Linked DNA regions of Oryzias latipes: region 2 is linked to region 1. A link is a contact called in public Hi-C data. All regions are on one chromosome and are shown on one strand. The core of a region is the stretch at or near the end of the contact, and the rest is flanking DNA. Distances in the headings are between cores, read along the strand shown.

What was found. A called contact is a pair of places that touch in the nucleus more often than the background predicts.
Region 2: a contact with region 1 is called in a Hi-C map of gastrula embryo, with 2.1 times the contacts expected there. The contact joins two enhancer-like sites. A contact is called at or near these places in 3 of 5 Hi-C or Micro-C datasets (embryo, fibroblasts and gastrula embryo).

Annotation. Positions count from the first base shown.
Region 1 is chr8:21,120,084-21,122,834 of ASM223467v1, reverse strand. No RefSeq gene overlaps it. Among protein-coding and RNA genes, the nearest start is that of LOC100301608, 5.3 kb to the right of the region's middle. Within about 2 kb of position 1,379, at least 3 of the 8 cell types and tissues checked have an H3K27ac peak or open chromatin away from gene starts, as enhancers often do.
Region 2 is chr8:21,155,568-21,158,318 of ASM223467v1, reverse strand. No RefSeq gene overlaps it. Among protein-coding and RNA genes, the nearest start is that of LOC101162295, 17 kb to the left of the region's middle. Within about 2 kb of position 1,343, at least 2 of the 8 cell types and tissues checked have an H3K27ac peak or open chromatin away from gene starts, as enhancers often do.

The DNA.
Region 1 (2,751 bases), core at 130-2,629:
GATAAACACTGTTCCTCCGATTTCTGTTTTCCTTGGATCATCTGTGTGCTGGAAGTGTTTGGGATTTTATAGCTAACATGTCTTTGCTTTTTAAAGTATCCATGTGCAGCATTTTTCCCACACACACAAAAATAAAAGTCATCGTGCCTACGCTGTGTGCTTGTCGGGGCCTGCACGGCTTTTGTCACTCTTACTCACCAAGATTACGCTGCCAGAAAGACGGATGGATGCACCTACTGGTTTTTGTGCTCCTGTTCAAACAGTAGGGAATATCATTAATGTGTGTTTGTATTTGTGCACCTATGTGAGCATGTACGCTTCTGAAAACGAACATGGATCTAGTCGCATGTGGTTCGTCACTAAAAACCTCTGTTTCCGACAGCATTTTTTCATCTGCTCCTGATTCACAGCAATTTAAAAAAAAGACAAACTCAGAAATGCAATTTAAAGCCTAATCTTCTTCATAAAAGTGCCGTAAGAACACGTTAAAGACACCAAAACCCACAATTTTCATCGCTGTGGGTCTTTAAGGTCCATGGAGGAGGCTGACGTGGATTCCTCCTTTCTTCGGGAAGCAGGACAGGAAGCTGCAGTCGGTGTGTCAGCATACTGTCCGTGCTTCTCACAGATCATCTCACATCCTGTCATTTACTGGCAGATGGTGCTCAGGATACTTGGTGTAAAAGTTCACATTATTTAAAGAGTTATGCTGAAAAGTTCGGGCGAGTCAGGAACTTGACGGTCATAAAGATGCCAAGCAGCGACTCCGCCTCAGAGGGTAGCTCCACCTGAAGAGTGAGTTTACGGCGAAGCCACATCCAGGTGAAATCAGCTTAACACATAGAACCCTGTAATCTATCATCCTGCACCTCCTACGCACTCCCAGAGACAAAAGCTTCCTTCCAATGAAAAATACACCCCCAAGACATCGACTGTTGAAAAAAAAACGAACCAACAGAGCGTGCACATTTCCAACAAACACCAGCCTCTCCGGGATTCCCACCGGTGTCACATCGGTTGAGCTGTTGCTGTCCAGGGATGGCAGGGAGGTCAGGGGGCTGGGAGACATATGGAGGCTAAAAAGACACCCACCGAGTGGGCTGCTGACGGGAAGGAATGCACCAGTCAGGGCCGAGCTCGTCCGATGAGAACGGATCCTGACATGGGTTGCCGTGGCAGCTGAAGGTGACAGGAAACTTTGTTGCATCATTTTTCCTGCAGTAAATGACTGAAATTCTTCACTTTTTGTGTCTCCATGCATAAGTGCACATATTTGTGCGTTTGTTTGATGATGAGGGGCCCCAGTCTGAGGTGCCCTCAGAGTGGCAGTTTGACCTCTAAATATACATCCAAACCCCTTGGGGGTCTGACCCCCAAGTTGTCCAGGGACCAGTTGGTCCTCTTTACTTGTCAGGTCAGCGGGGTCAGTGCATGTAATTGAAACACTTGCTTCAGATGTCAGACAACAATTTATTGTGGTTCTTTCAAGTCCCAACAACCACGCTGACAAATGTCTGTATTCAGAGAAGGCCGCTAAAAATAAAAAAAAAGGACCTCACAGCTATGAGGAGGCGTGTGAACGTCTCCAGAGCTGATTTAGGAGATTTCATGCACATCTTATTCCTCATTTCGCGCAGCTGTTTGGACAAATTGTGCCCTGAGCGTAAATGGAGAAGCTCAGGCGTGCCAGGTTTCAGTCAAAGCAAACCATCTCATGCTTCTCCGGCGTTACCAGAACCAGGTGGTCCGCTGACCTCTGGGTTTGTTGACAGTTGGAAATCCTCATGAGAGGTAGTTCTGGCTGCACATGAGTTGGTGAGCTACTTTATATTTCCAGTGTTGCGTCACCTGACTCAAAGTACAGATATTTATGATTATATTTACTCCACAAATACATCTTTACTGCACTTAAGATGTGAGAATATTTCCTATGAATATTTTTTTAATTCATTATATATATTTATTTCACATCTCTGAACTGTAAACAGTAAATAGCTGTTTATTCATGGAAAATTGAATATAAAAGCAAAAAAAAGCACAAAAAATTGATAATTTAATCATAAAAACCATTTCCGAAATCCTAAAATATCTGTATCACAGTATAACAATCTCATATTATGCTGCAAAATATATTCGGAAGAATCATAGTACAAACACTCAAAACTAGTACCGGTACTTAAGTAGAGTATTTACTTACTTAAGTAAATGTATACTGAAGTGTAATTCTGTGTTTCTGTGTTTTCTTTCAGCTTTTGTTTCTTGTTTGTCTGAATTTTTGCACCGACAACCTCTTTTTCTTCTTCTTTATGTCCGACACACTATGACATTTTCTCACAGGAGTGACGGCCAAAGTGAATACTTTGGAAGTTTGGCATTGCCAAGACAAGTTGCGGGAGGGATAAAGCAGGAAGTTTGAAAAAAGTTGCCAGACTTATTAAGGGCAGTTGTGTGTGAGCGAACCAGACTGCAGGAGAAACACAGCCAACATCCTTGACTTTTACTCGCAAAATCAGAGATAATCAGTCACCCCGGCTAGTCCCCTGCCTCCTGACCGTCGGTCAGTGTGGTACAGGCTGTGCTTTAAAACACAACATCTGCATTCCTTCCATCCTCAGACCTCCTCTTTCAGCAGCGGAGGACAAACAGCTTTGCAGAGAGGAAAAAACTCACTGCTGCCACAATGAAACAACGTTGGAGATTTTATGTATGGTGTTCTGTCCAAACTTGGCCTAACGCTGTGGCCCTGTGAGT
Region 2 (2,751 bases), core at 94-2,593, 36 kb before region 1:
CAAAGGTTTGGGATGAGTTCATCTTGGCGGACATTGTGGAAGAAAGAGCGTTCCCACATCGAGGCAGAGGGGAGAAAGGAGTAAGTGGGCGGGATGACCAGCTGCGTGGTTAGGGTGAGTCATGAGAATTAACTCGTTCAGAAAGTGGTCAGGAGCTGAACCGGCACACACGGATTCTCAGAAGAGCTCGCCTCACTTCCACTCAGAGGCCGCGTGGGCATGTAAAACTACTTTTGTCTTCTCAGTAGGGAACTGGGTAGTGGGGAAAATCCAACCTTTTATGGTTTAGAAGAGAAACTTGGGATTCTATCACCCTCAATCGACTTAAATTTGATGCTTTTCCAAATAAAATGCTCTGAAACATTTCCTCTGGGGTGCTCTGAGAACTGCAAATCTGCAGATAAACAAAACTTGACAAGAAGAGATGACGCAAAAGACAATCTAATCTTTAGCTGTCACAGAGTTAAGCCAGGCTGCATAAATGCAGACTCACTGGATCAGTAACTGATGTAGAAGTGGCTGTAAAGTACTTAGCACAAGGGCTGAAAATACCTCATTACACCACTCCATTGTGTCCTGTTGTGGACTCTTTGCCTACACTGGCACACATTTTTTTAGTGTTTTCATCTAGCTTCACTTCAAATGAAAAGAAAGCTGCAAACTTCCTTTGTAAAAGAATTTCCTGCAAAGAAAATAAAAGGAAGTTGATAAATTCACCGAAGTTGGCTGATTTTAAACTAAAATCTGCACTGCAAAAACAGACAAATTAGAAATAAATCAATAATTCTAACCCTAATGGCAGATTTTATTGAAATGAGGAAATAAAGCTGCGAATGCCAAAATTTATACTTTAGGAAAACAATTCTAGTCAATAAGACATGTTTTAATATTTTTTTGCTATTGAAAAATGTTCTCTTCTTTTTCTCTTTTTACTCTCTTCAGATTCAGTTTTTGCAGTGTGCATGCAAAGTTTTTGTTTTAAATAAGAGTTTCAGCTGAAAACTATGTTTTGTAGTAAGAAAGTGAAATCCAATATCCATGGAAGCAGATAATTTAGAGTGATAAAAACAAACAAATATATCCATCCATGATAAATTATTGCTTTAAATCTTCTGCATTGTTGCTGGTGGGACATAATTATCATTAATTCCTTTTACATTACTCCTATTTCTATACGCCAGTTATTCAGAGAATACCATATAGAACCGTTCTTCCTCTCTCTGTCTGCATCTCTGTGCACCCCCCCCCCCTTTGTAAATATAATCTGTGCTTTCCTGTTCCAGAAAAAGCAGAGCTGAAACCTTTTATTACCATCCAGCTTGGTAAATGTGGTGAGGGCCCATGCAGGGGTGAGGGGTGGGGGGGACCGGCGGGCTGTTGGGCTCACTCAGACCATCACAGAGGCCAGGCTGGGATGCTTCACTCATCCTGTACTTAACTAAAACCAAAAGTATTGTTATTCCCTCTGATGTTGTGACATAAAATAAGAAAAGGGAAAAGCGGATCCGCCAGGAGGCACATTGGATAGATTAAAGGATTTCTTTAATCCACTTCTGGTATAAAAGATGGTGGTTTTTGAAGCATTAGTCTCTTTTCGGATCAGAGTCTGTTTTTTGTTGCTGTGTCTTAGACTCTCCCCTTCTGAGGGTGAAATATGTGGATACGTATTGTTGCAGCCCAACCAGCTCAACGGGTCCACGCTCACAGCACCGATAACCTCACTGACACAGGAACTGAACTCCTCAGCACTTTGTAAGCTGATATGTTATTCCTGGCTAACAAGCATCCAGCCTCTGGAAGCTATTAAAGCAGCTCAGCCCGGCTCACACGGCTCCTCATGCTCTCAATCCTGGGGTATTCACACAGTCGCCCCTGCAGCAACACTCATAACGAAACCCGGAAACAGTGAAAGCTTGTGCTTTTGAGGTCATCTGCAGACGCCCCACCAGACTGGTACTTTATCTGCATAAAGCATCACTTTTATCTGCACAGGACCATGTCGCACACCCACACAGTCACAATGCATCTGCACACAAGGGGAAACCAGGCCTTGTTGGGGTTGAGGCAAAGCTTCTTCTTCCATTTCTTAGCAGCAAAAGATTTACAGAGCAGTGACAGATTTACCACCTCCTAACAGCTTTTCACTGTTTTGCCTAAACATTTCAGAATCTCCGTAACTAAGTTCCTACAGCTCTAACTATATCTTCTTTACTTTTCACCTTCAAAATCGGATAATAGCCCCCAGATTTTAGAGCCGTCTCTCCCAGCTGATGTTTGGTTTCAGGAGAAATATAAAACATTTGGGAGGCCCCAGCTGCTTTCAGTCATGGATTGCTTTGTGGCTCTGGGCAGTTTAACAGTGACGGGGGCCAGCACATGGCAAACAAGAGCCCCCCACCAAGACTATGCTGGCTTGAGCTGTGAAGTTATGCAAGGTATGTCACTGTAAACGTCGGCTGGGACACAACAAATGTGTGTCCCGTGGGACATTTCCAACCTTCACCGAGACAAAATGGTCCAAAGCTGCCATCATTTGGGCAGTTTGATGATGTAATATGCTGCCCAGTGAGAATGGTATCAGTTCAAGGAAGGGCTCTTTAATTAAGAACATTATTTCTGTTACTTTTGGCTGAATTATTCTTCTTGTTTAGGGATTTTCTTTTCAAATAAATCCTCATCTTGTTCCAATTCAAGTATCCCCCTTTCCCCTTTCCCATCGTCTGTTCTGTGAGTCACGTTTTGTTGGATTTT